Regions from separate parts of the Gossypium hirsutum genome. Here region 1 is linked to region 2. The links are chromatin contacts, called in public Hi-C maps. All regions are on one chromosome and are shown on one strand. The core of a region is the stretch at or near the end of the contact, and the rest is flanking DNA. Distances in the headings are between cores, read along the strand shown.

Region 1 (6,578 bases), core at 2,046-4,545, 85 kb before region 2:
CTCATAGGTAAGGAAACAAGTAATGCGACAAGCAAACAACAGCTTGATAGACGGAAATTGCTATGAAATTTTCAATCTAAATTAAATTAATTTATAGAGTATTCAAAACTTTAATTCAGTCCGTTCTATTTGGCAATTAGCAGGTGGATTTTTCAAGAAGTTTTAATGTTAAATATTAATAAACAATAATATAATAATAGAAAATAAAAAAAACTAATCTAGGAAATAAAAATAATAATAAAACAAATCTTCCTCTATTTAGAATTTTTTTTGAAGTCATTAAATGTTAAGTCATCGTGATTCTCGTCCTCTCTAGATTCCCCTTTTCTCTGTATGTCTTGTTATTTTGCTCTTGTAGATGTCTTCTTATTTTTGTTTCTTGTTCCAGGAGCTTTCTTTTTCGTTTCTTCTTTGATGGATCTTTACTTTTCTAAATCTACCAAATAGTGGTTGAAATTGATGGAGGGCCACACAGAAGCTGCCATGAAATTTCCATTTGGAATTAATTTTTTGGCCTATTCCTATTCAAAATTTTAATTCAACTCATTCTCTTTCGCAATTAGATGGTGGCTTTTCAAGAAATTTACGACTTATTTCGTGCTTACCATTTAAATACATCTTATTTATCAATTTTATATTTTTGCTTTCGGATTATCGGTAAGATGAACTTTTGTGGTTAAAAATACAACTCTGTTAGCAATCCCCAAAACAAGACGGGTGTTTGCTATATTGGTGTCTATTAATCATGATATTTAATGGCAATACCAAATTCAACTAAATTTGCAATATGCCAAACAAGTGTCATACTCACCACGTGTGATGGTCTGTAAAAAAATAAAAAGAGAAAATTAAATTTAATTCAGATAATTAAAATAAAAATAAAAATAAACAGAAGCGAAATTAGATTGAATAAATCGATGTGATGATCTTCTAGCTTCAAGCTCGATTTTTGCTTTAGTCTCGAATCGATTCTTGATAACAAGTCTTCTACTTTAACCAGTAAGTCTATTATAGTGGTTGATGACACTTCAGACCAACCCTTTCATGTATAAGTTAATTACGAGAACACCAAATCAACTCTTTAGTAGCCTTGCAAACTAGAAGGGCCCAACTCGAATCAACGGCCTTAACCATGTGAGTCCTTTAAATCCATTTGCTATTTCCCTTGATGGGTACAACTAACCACTTAATTGGACATGCCAATGTGTTCTTCAGTAATCCGAATACAACAACCAATACTATTGATTCTTCCAATTGTATGCCTATCAGCACTAAATTAACCCACACTTTTTGACTTGTGTCAAAATAACTTTGAGACAAAAGTATCTCTGTCTTAAATCAAAGGGATAACAAATACCAGGTAGAAGATTTTAACGTTCGGTTTTAGGTCTCACGACTCTCTTCCGAATTGACTATTGGCCTAAAACTAGAAGAGAAGTTTAGCTTGTCATGAAATTAAGAATACTAGTATAATAGTTCAACAAGAATTAAATAAAAGAAATAAACAAATAAAAGAAGGGGAAAAAATGGAAGGGTGGCGTGGCGGCGCAATATTATACAAGAGAAAAAGAAAGAACATAATTAGAAATATAGAAGAAAAGAAATTCCATTTGCAATCGAATTCTGACCAAAACCAAAAAGTATAACATACACACAAAAAAATTAAAAATCAAAATGCCTCATCCTACTTAAACTCTTGAAATAAAAAAATTTACTAAGAATGCAATAGAGAATAAAATAGGAAAATAATCGAAGATAACTAATGAGATAGACAATACTTCACCTATTATTATGAAGTTGAATTAAATGATTTATTCACTTGTCTTGATCCGTAAAAATTCCTAATTTATGCTAATGTCTCTTTCGAGAGTAAGAACAACTGACTCTAGGTTGATTAATTGAAATCTTTTTCTAATTAAAACCCCTATTGTCACATTAACTCGATCTATGAGTTTCTAATCTAGTAGATTTATGTTGTCTTATTTCTAGAATTGCATGCAACTCTACTCAGTTATGGTAAATCTACTCTTAAATAGGGACTTTTGCTCCACTAAAATAAGCACATTAAACTTGAAAATATTAAAACAAGAAATAAGCATACATAATTGAGAACAAGAATCAAGTATTTATCGTGAAAATCAAAAATCAAATAATAAGATTCATCATAGGTTTCATCTTCCCTAGGTATCTAGGGAATTTAGTTCATAATCCTGAATAGAAACATCTCAAAGTTAGGATAATCACAAGACATAAAGAAACTCAATAAAACTTCAAGAGAAATTAAATGAAGATCTTCAATCTTGAAGAAGATTCGCTTCCGAGTTGATTCCTATGGCGTTCTTCAAGTGTTTTATTCAATTTTCTCTGTTGGCCCTCTTAGGTCTTCCTCTAAAGGTATTTATAGACTTTAAAATGCTCAGAAATCCTAAAAATTGGGTTTTTTTCATGTAAAAGAGAATCAGGGTGCGAAATCAACATGGGCTACACATGGGCATGTGGCCAGCTCGTGTGGCTCACTGGGCATGTGCCCAGGCTGAGTGGAACCTGAAAAAAGTTTTTTTCGTCTGATTTTGGCTTATTTTTAGCTCCTTTCACTCTCATATGCTTACCTAAGTATAGAAATATGAATTTAAAGGATTAGGAGCATCAAATTCACTAATTTACATAATAAATCATCCAAAAATGCATCAAGAATGGGTTTAAAATATGTTACTTTTTATAGCTTATCAAACATTTTTTCACTTCTCTAATTATTTCAACCAGGCATTGAAAGCTAAATAGTGGATGACTTCAACTAGTCTTCTTTTAGCTTATTTGATTTGATAAAACGGTTAGTTAATTGTGTGTCATATTTATTCAGAAATTTGAATGTTCAGTTTTCATCTGCATGTTCTGAATATGTTCTTCTGGTATTCCCTTCTTCTGTTGGAGTGTATTTTGGTACTTGGAACATAGTTGTAGATATGTTTTTTTATTCCTTGATTTTTTTTTACAGGCATTTGGAAGAAATATTGGTGAGAAAATTCCCATGGAGTATCTCTTTCAAAACACTCCTAGTACTCTTTAACACTTTCCATTTTGTTGTTGAATCTAAGCTGAAACTCTAATGCTTTTATAAACCGACTATATAGGGAACTTCAAAGGATCCTTTATAGGAGCAAGTTGAGGATTCATTCAGCCATGGCAAAAGAGGAGCATAAAAAAATTCAAAAACAGAGGTCCCACCCAACCCATGACCCTCCAACAAGTACTTGGGGTCCATCCACTTATTACAATTCAATGTCTCAAAGCCTTACTTTGATTACATTTCAACCTAACCATAGTTGCATTTGCTTTAGCATTATGGGTTAAGTAGTGCTCCTATATGCTTTCTTCTCAACTCCAAGGAAGGGGTGGAGCACTTCAACTCACAATCTAATTCATACAGGTTTAGTTTAATCTTAAGATTTGTGTTTGAAGTAGATAAACCAAACTATATTCTAATACTGCATCACACAATCCTTAATAATAAAATTATTTATTTTTAAGCAAGTTCTTTTACATGCTAAAAAAAAATTTCAAGTATTATTGATATAAATATTCATTGAAAGATTCAATTATTTGTTAATGGTAACTGATTTGGCTCAATTAATGTCTTGTATTATTTTAGACTTTGATTTGATTCAATTACTATTTAATTAATAAAAACATATATTTTTAAAATATTATTTTTAAAAAAACTTTTTTAATATATTTAAACAATAGAATAGATTTTTTCCAAACCCCACTTAGATTTATAGAGAAGTTTCTTATTGATTTTTGCATGAACCTCTACTAGGGCCATCCATTTTGGTGTTACAGGCACCTTAACCCACTATGGTCCCATAATATAAAAGAATGATATAATGATTTATTTGGGTTTTTAAATTTATAAAAAAAAAGCTATTTTAATTTTTCATTTAATTTTTCATCTTTTTAGCTCTTAAACTTATATGTTTTGTCAAATCATCCCAAAATGAATGAAAAAATTTATCCTATTGAGTCCTTACTGACCCCCCCCAAAAATCAACTATGCCCTTTCGTTAACAGAAACCGTCATACCATGTCAAGAAAATTTTTTAAAAATTATGTGCACTAACAAGGCATGCTAATTTAGCACGCCACATCAACAAAAAAATATTTTAAAATTAATAAAATATATATACATTTAAAATGATCCTGGACAATAATTTGTCTAAATTCATTTGATTTTCGATAATCATTTGTCCCGATTCATTCTAGATGTATATATATGTTTTATTAATTTTAAAATATTTTTATAATTTTTCTAACATGGTATGCCATATCAGCCCATCTGACATGTCAGTGCCATTTTGGCATGTGGAGAATTTGAAAGGCTTCACCTTCTCTCCTTTTGCATTTACAGTGATGTTTTCAACCCAAAAACAAAGTAGGACGAGTGTGGTTGCTATATCGTGTCAATAATCATGATGTTTAATGGCATTATTAAATTGAACCAAAGCTACAATAGGCTTTAAAGTTAATGGAAATAATAATTTGATATATAGGTATTAGATGGCATTGTGATCGAGATCAGGGTTTAATTGAATGGGACTTAGATTGGCATCGTCCTCATCGTTTTCCCTAAAGGAAAATTGGAATTTCAGAAATGGCAGAGAGATTTCATCAAAATTCAAAAGCCAAGGTCCCACCCTTAAGAATTCCCATGGAGTGTGAACAAGCAATCGTCATCAAATCTAGATGTAAATTTTAGTTTAGAAAAATCGAAAATTAAATGAACCGAACTTCAATAAAAAATACCAATAACCAAATGATTTCATAATTATAATAATAGAAGCAATTTCGTTTAATCAGTTTGATCGGTTATTTTGGTTAATCACACTAAAAATAAATGTAATTAAATTAATTAATTGGTCTAAAAGGAAAGTAATTTGGATTTAGTTAACAAATCTATTAAGAAAGCAAATCATAAATTTGCACAACGAAGTGATAGGCATACTACAATTGGCAAGATAGGCTACAATTAGTATACTTATCACACACGTATGAATTGAAATCATATATTTAGAATATAAGTGTGCATTTAAATATAACATACAATAAATAATTAAAGCATAGTATTTGAAATTAATTAATAATAAAGTGTGCATAATAAAATTAAAATATTAAAGTTTTAGTTGAGTGGTAACTTAATAATTTTATTAATGTAATTGATATGGGTTCAAAATTCCATTATATGCACATATTTTTATTTTTTATAATAAAAAGACTAGAGTGACATTTTCATAATTTCTTTAACCAAGTTAGTACCCGATTAACTCCTGACATCAACTAGACAGGAGCTTAAATAATAGTATAAATAGTAAAATAGTAAGTCAATTAACAATATAACTACAATCAATCTCATGGGTATAGCTAGGGCCTGGCAGGGACTCCTAAAATGAAAAAAATTTCATTTAGGCTCTTTAAAAATTTTAAAATTTTAAATTATAAAAGTAAAACTGCACTTTGCTCCCTCTAAAGATAATAAAAATCTGATTTAATCTTTTAAAAATTATAAATATATATACTATTAAAATGGTGAAATCGTAAAAATTGTAATTTATTTTTAGACCCTAAATTTTTTTTATATAATAAATACAGTAAATATTTGTGATTCAGAAGTTTAGAGTATTGGTGTTTGCTATATTTTGGCGATCAAGTTGTGAGAAATATAATATTTTGATCTTTAATTAAAGTACATATTTGGTCAAGATCAATTTAGGATAATGACCAAAAGCAAGAGAACAGAAAAGCATCAAAATTCAAAAGCAAAGGTCCCCTCATTTCCATTATTCCTTTCCCATTAGCACGAAAAGCAGCTTCTTTATCTGTACCCTGTGATTTCCAACTCATTGCCCTATAGTCTGAATTCTTACATGCTTTAAGGATATTGTGCCAATATCTTCAGCTTTCTCTAATTTTGCAGATTCCATTTCCCTTTCTTTCCTTTCTGTTCCCCGTCTTTCCATTTTGGCTTTGTTCATTTCTCTCTTCATCTTCTTTCTCATAATTCGACCATGTCTGTCATTGGAGAGGCTGCTCTTTCTGGGTTCCTGGACCTGCTGGTGGGCAAATCGCTCGACTCTGCACTCAACTTTGTTGCTAATCACAACCAACTCCACCAGCAGCTCAAGCAGTGGCAGTCCATATTGCCTGATATCCAAGCAGTATTGGACGATGCAGAGGAGAAGCCAACCAAGAACACGGGTGTGAAGAAATGGCTGGAGGATCTCCAGGACTTGGCTTACGATGTGGATGATATCTTGGATGAGTTCGCTTATGAAGAGTTACGCCTCAATCTCCAAGACACTCAAGCTCAAGCCAGACCTAGTAAGATACGGAAATTCATTCCTGACAGGATTATTCGTAGTATTTTCACTCCCACCTCTTTTCAGTTTAAGAATTCCATGATCACGAAGGTGAAAGACATCACTGATAGACTGAATAGTTTGACTACTCGAAGAAGTAGTTTGGGGTTGAGTGAGATTTTGTCTCAAGCTGCAACCTCCAAGGGAAAGCAACCCAGGCTGCAACCA
Region 2 (6,760 bases), core at 648-3,147:
TTGCCTCTTTGAGCATTGGTGCTCGAGGCTTCTCTGGCCTTGGCTTGAAATGCACCTTCTTGGTGATCTTCAGCTCTGCTAGCTCTCCTTTGTTCCTGAGCATAGAAGGTGTTGATTAACTCAGTCAAAGAGATGGTAGCAAGATCTCTTGAGTCCTCTAGGGAGGATATCTTGGCCTCATATCTTTCAGGCAAAGTGGAGAGGACTTTCTCCACAATTCTTGCCTCATCAAAGTGCTCACCTAGGAGCCTTATGCTGTTAACCACTGCCATAATTCTATCTGAATACTGCTTCACTGTTTCTTCTTCCTTCATCTTCAAATTCTCGAAATCCCTTCTCAAGTTTAACAGCTGCTGTTGCCTTGTTCTCTCAGTGCCTTGAAACTCCTCCTTAAGCTTGTCCCAGGCCTGTTTTAGAGTCTCACAGGCCATAATTCTGGTAAAGATGACATCTGATACACAGTTCTGAATACAGGACATGGCTTTATGCCTTTTGGTCCTCTCATCAGCATGTTGTCTGATCTGAGCTACTGTGGGATTAGCCCTCAGTGGTGCTGGCTCAGCATCTGTGTTAACAACTTCCCACAGATCAAAGGCCTGTAGGTAAGTCTTCATCTTGACCAGCCATATGTGAAAGCCTTCTCCATTGAAGACTGGTGGGGCTGCTGGTGAAAATCCTGAAGAAGCCATCAGGTTCCTTGATTTGAGGCAACAGGTCCACTAAGACAAGAGCTCTGATACCAATTGTTGGTGCAAGAGGCAGCAACAGGCTGTTTTGTATCTTGCTTGAATAGCAAGCCTCGAGCCTTGGTGAAGAAACAAACTCGGAAGCAGAAACAGAAAATGAAACTAGCTAGTGAATAACAGAAAAGAGAGAAGAAGATTTGAATGAAAAATGAGCTGATCTTTTTCATTAACACATCAACAAGGCATTAGGCCATTACATATATCAGTCAACAAGTAAAACAAACAAGTAATCACCTAATCAACTACCTAACTCCACTAATTTGCATTGAAACTTACAAGTTTAGCTTGTACAACTTGCATTGCTGACTTTTCAGTCAATCAATATCAAAACATTTACCTACTTAGTTTAACATGAACTAGATTACAAAACAATCAAAATGGAACTAAAAACAGCAAGTGGATTGGCAGCTTCAAACTTCAGTTTCTGCACACCATGGCACCACTGCTTGTTGCTATTTCTTCGAGCATGACCACCTTTGTATGTCGTGCATGGCCACCTTTGCATGGGAACTAAACTTAACAAAGGCGATACCTCCAATGGAGTTTCAGTCCTTTCCATCGTGGGCATGGGAGGGATGGGTAAAACAACTCTTGCTCAGCTTGTTTACAATGACGCCACCATCAACCAGTCTTTTGATCTCAAGGCCTGGGTATGCGTTTCTGATAATTTTGATGCAATTGCTATAACAAAGGCAATTTTACAGTCCATCACTTCTGAGTCATGTGATTACAGTAACTTGGATTTACTTCAAGTTAAGTTGAAGGAGAAGTTGTCTGGGAAAAGATTCTTGCTTGTTTTAGATGACATTTGGAACGAGAATTATAATGATTGGACCATCTTACGGTCTCCATTTGGAGCAGGGACCGCTATCATTGTAACCACTCGTCTTCAAATTGTTTCATCTATTGTGGATCCGCTTAAAGCTTTTCATTTGGATAAGCTATCAGATGATGATTGTTTATCCATATTTACACAGCATGCACTAAAAGCAATAAATTTCGACGGACATCCCCACTTCAAAGAAATTGGAGAGAAAATTATTAGAAGGTGCAATGGCTTGCCTTTGGCTGCAAAAGCTATTGGAAGCTTGCTACGCACAGTTAAATATCATCGAGAATGGGAAAGAATATATGAGAGTGAGATATGAAACTTACCAGAAGAGCAGTGTGGCATAATTCCAACTTTGCTATTAAGCTACCATCATCTTCCGTCATACTTGAAACGATGTTTTGCATATTGCTCCATACTTCCTAAAGATTATGAATTTGAAGAAGAAGAAATTATCTTGTTCTGGAGAGCTGAAGGTCTCTTGCAACAAAAAGCTATGCCTCAAGTTAAAGATATTGGAAATCAATATTTTCAAGATCTAGTGTCGAGGTCATTTTTTCAGATATCCAGTAAAGATGAGTCCCGATTTGTAATGCATGACCTTATCAATGATTTAGCTCAAGTAGTTGCAGGAGATATATGCTCCAAACTGGAGTCTGATAAGCAACAAAAGTTTTCACATCGCACTCGACATTCTTCTTATATTGCTGGAAGTTATGACACTGTGAAAAAGTTTGAAGCATTTGATCAAGTCAATTCTATACGTACTTTTCTACCTATAAGGTTGTCACGTTATTCGAGGTCTCTTTTAACTAATGTTGTTTTGGTTGATTTGTTGCCAAAACTTGGCTACTTAAGGGTGCTTTCTTTGAGTGGGTATGAAATAGATGAGTTTCCTGATGTTTTTGAAAATTTAAAGCATCTTCGCTTCTTGAATTTTTCTTACACCCGTATCATATGCTTACCAGATTCTTTGTGCACTCTCTACCATTTGGAAACTTTATTATTAAAGAAGTGTTCAAAGCTTCAAAAGCTACCCTCGAAGATGGAAAAGCTTGTTAACTTGCAATATCTGGATATCAGAGGTGCAAACTTAATAGAAAGGATGCCTTTCGGAATTGGTAAGCTAACCAATCTTCAAAGGTTATCAAATTTTATCATAGGGGAAGGTGATGGACATAGTATCAGAGAATTGAAATATTTGTCAAACCTCAAAGGTGCTTTTTGTCTTTCTGGGTTGCAGAATGTTAAGGGTGAAGATGCAGGGGAAGCCAAGTTAAATGAGAAGCAGGGGATTGATCGATTGGTATTGAAATGGAGTTGGGACTTTAAGAAAGATACAAGGAAAAAAGAAGTTGAAGACTCGGTGTTAGACTCTCTTCATCCTTCGAAAAAGCTTGAGCAACTCGTCATTGAGAATTATGGTGGTGCAAAATTCTCTACTTGGATTGCAGATTCTTCCTTCAAGAATATGTTGTCATTGGAGCTTCACGACTATAAAAATTGCAAATCCCTACCATCGATTGGAAGGTTATTGTTGTTAAAAGATCTTTCAATTAGTGGTTTAGATCAAGTACACAAGATTGGTGCTGAGTTGTTTGGAGAAAATCAATCAAATGCTTTTGCATCATTAGAGTCTCTGAGTTTTCGCAAAATGCTGAATTGGGAGGAGTGGGATGTATGTGAAGACGATGAGCAAGTATCGAAATTCCCCAGCCTTCGTTTTCTTTCAATCAGAGAATGTCCTCTATTGCTGGGAAGGTTGCCAACCATCCTTCAATCATTGCAGAACCTTCAAATCTATGAGTGTAAGAAACTGGTAGTTTCAATTTCAAGTTTTCCCTTGCTGAGTGAAATAAGCGTTGAAGGGTGTAAAGAATTGGTGGATGAAGGTTCTTTGTCTGTACAGAAGGTTACTTCTTTGAAATATGTGTCTCTTTCAAATATTTCAAAGTTTAATATTTCAGCAGAGAAGATAATGTTGAGATTTGCAAACTCTGAAACATTCTACATCTCTGGTTGGAAGGAGTTAGGATCTTTATCGCAAAATGGGTTAAGCATAGTTAGGCATCGTTTCATCATGATTAGGAATTGTCCGCAATTGGTCTCTTTGGAAACAGAGGAGGAGATAGTGCAACTTGAAAAGATTCCAGCTGTTAAATCTCTGGTAATAAATAATTGTGAAAGGCTCAATAGACTACCAAAAGTCTTACATGCTTTCCCGTTCATTACGAGAATATTACTTAAAGAGTGTCTAGGCTTGGTTTGTTTTACAGAGAGTAACTTTCCTCCTGCTTTAAAAGAGCTGAGAATTGAGAATTGCGTGAATTTGCAATATTTGGTTGATGAAAAAGAAAATAATAATAAGAGTATGAGTAGCAACATTTGTCTTCTTGAGCACTTACAAATAAGCTACTGTCCATCTCTAATATGGTTATCATCAAGGGGCGATATATGCAATCGACTTCAACATCTAGAAATTGGAAGTTGTCCAAAGTTAATTAGCGTATTTTCAAATGCCAAGTTACCCGTAATGCTTAAACATCTAGTTATTTCGGAATGTCCAGTGTTGGAATGCATAGCCCAAGACTTCCTTGAAACCACTGATCTCGAAATCCTTTCAATTAGGAATGCTGAAAAATTGAAATCATTACCGCGGGGATTAGACAAGCTCAGCCATCTTCAGGAGATTAAATTATTTGGGTGTCCAAATCTGGTTTCATTTGAAGAAAGCGGGTTGCCCACCACAAATCTCAGAGTACTCAGGATTTCCAATTGTGAAAATTTTGGAGCCCTTCCCAAGTGCATCAACAACTTCACCTCCCTTCGAGATTTAGAGCTGCGGGAGTGTTCGGCTGACATATCCTTTCCAGAAGAGGGTTTCCCTACCAACCTCACATCACTTGAAATCTCAAATGTGCCCAGAATTTATACATCACTTGTTGAATGGGGATTTAACAGACTCACCTCTCTTCAACTACTCAACATCAGCTGTGAAGGATGCTCACGTGTGGTGTCATTTCCAAAAGAAGCGATAGGAATGATGCTGCCTCCTTCTCTCACCGATATCAGCATCAGTAGATCTAAGAATTTGGAATTCATATGCTCCAAGGGCTTACAGCACCTCACCTCTCTTCAACGACTGGGCATCTATGGTTGTCCTAAGCTCGCCTCTCTTCCAGAAAAAGATATGCTTCTCTCGCTTGAGGAGCTATATATTTCTAATTGCCCGTTGCTAGAAGAAGGGTGCAGTAGGGGTAAAGGACGAGAGTGGTCCAAGATTTCCCACATACCTTTAGTGGAAATTAATCATAAAACAGTCATCCCGAGGGGATTATATGGGAATTTAATGGACAAAATCTTGTATCAAGCTCTCCACAGGTGTGAAACGCATTTTAAACATTTATAAATTTCATAGCTTTTTTTTATATATCTGATTGTCCTCATGAACAACATGATAACAGAAATCAGTCTTACATATTTTGTATTCAATTTTTGCAGGCATTGAAGGCTAAATTGGCAAAAAATAGTGGAGAACTTCAACTCATCTACTTCAGCTTATTTGATTTAGTAAAGCGTTAGTCAATTCTCTGCAACATTTATTCAGCAAATTGAATGTTCTGTTTTCATTTGCATCTTCTAATTTCTAAGCTATTTTGGTATATGAGAATGGGATTGTAGTTAAAAATATTTTACATTTCGTAGTACTATTACCCAATTGTTTTTCAGAAGAACATGTCTTTTACGTGATAGTTTGATCCTTCCAGGATTAATGGAGGGATACAGTACATGTTACAACATGGCATTAGAGAGCTCAATTTAACACATGTAAGACAACAGAGTTCCCAAAATATTGTTCTGTCCAATCTCAAAGATATCCATCTTAGTTTTTCGAATTTCTCAGACCATGAATCCATTCAAAGGCTGCATCAATTCACTTGATGAGGAATTGCTTCTTTGATAATGTGGATTGAGCGACATAATCAAACTCACTGTCTAAGTGACTGACTGTGACTTTATCTAACCCGCTTTTACTTAAAGGTACAAAAATACTTTATACGATTTCATTTTCTAGCCAAAAATAGCAGCGACTAAGTGACTCACTATATCTCGACTCTTTTGCTTTTGACTTTGAGGTATGAGTTAAATGAATCAAATGATATCTATACTATAGCAGTTTGGAACTAGTTTCATTGCAGCTCTCTTTTAATGTTGCTTTTCAGCTTTCCGGTCGGTAGATTGCCATATTACCAATCTTTATATGAATTTCCCCTGCTTTGGAAGGCTTCAACTGTGATGTTATCAATGTTTATGATAGGGTAAGTATAGGTTATATGGAGAATTTGTTCTTCTGACATTCCTTTCCTGTGTTGAGCATATTTTGGTGCTTGGTACGTAGTTGTAGTTGAGGAGCCAAATATGTTATTTATTTAGCCTTGTACTTTCATTCAGCTTTGGGAACCATGAAATTGGTGGCAGGTAAAAGGCCAAATGGTACCACTGGGGAGGTGTACGTACCTTTGGGTGATAAAGCCTTGAATGGTGGGCATCCAAAGAGGGCAATACCAGCTTATGGGCACAACAACGGCACAACGTGGTAAGTTTGGTTTCCAATGCTTTTAGTATCATCTATTTCTATCTACACAAATCATGAGTCTGTCTTAGGTCTCCATTGATGATTGATAAGAGGCTAGGATGTTTTAAATAAAGTTTTTTTTTTTTTTTACATTTTGAGTTGGTCACTTGTTATTTATTATTGCCAGGTATTTCTCAATATGCGGAAAGCATCATTTAGAAAATTGCTCCCAGTTTGTAGATAGTTATTGGCAAGATATTTTATTTTATGATGTAATCTCCAACTTTTAATAGTGAATTTCATTTTTGGTTCTGCCCGTAGATGTAGAGAATATTCCCGAACCACGTATATCATTGTGTTCGCTTTTTTTACTTTCTTTTTTGTGTTTCGAATTTTTTAATTTTTTTTTCTCAAACCAAAACATAAAATTATTAATAAAACAACCACAATGCATAGCAAATCATAAAAATTCAGATAGCCATATATATCCCAATGGTTATACTCAAATATCAGCATAGATCAAAAGCATCAAAGCAAAATATTCAAAGAAAATAAAGTATCAAACATTATAGCCACCCACAATGCTAACTCAACATGCTTTAACCCATT

What was found. A called contact is a pair of places that touch in the nucleus more often than the background predicts.
Region 1: a contact with region 2 is called in a Hi-C map of leaf, with 6 times the contacts expected there. The contact joins the enhancer-like site here to the promoter of LOC107923498 in region 2. A contact is called at or near these places in 8 of 34 Hi-C or Micro-C datasets (leaf and an unstated tissue).

The regions. Positions count from the first base shown.
Region 1 is chrA11:122,217,053-122,223,630 of Gossypium_hirsutum_v2.1, reverse strand. It overlaps the pseudogene LOC121209505. Among protein-coding and RNA genes, the nearest start is that of LOC121210114, 8.1 kb to the right of the region's middle. Within about 2 kb of position 3,295, at least 2 of the 9 cell types and tissues checked have an H3K27ac peak or open chromatin away from gene starts, as enhancers often do.
Region 2 is chrA11:122,130,282-122,137,041 of Gossypium_hirsutum_v2.1, reverse strand. LOC107923498 (putative disease resistance protein At3g14460) reads left to right here and starts at 1,897. Exons shown (of 5, transcript XM_041080257.1): 1 at 1,897-4,956; 2 at 5,077-5,616; 3 at 5,799-5,894; 4 at 6,028-6,172; 5 at 6,339-6,522. The coding sequence starts at 2,072. The coding sequence ends at 5,083. LOC121210111 (putative disease resistance protein RGA3) reads left to right here and starts at 1,250. Exons shown (of 1, transcript XM_041082222.1): 1 at 1,250-1,962. The coding sequence starts at 1,250. The coding sequence ends at 1,894.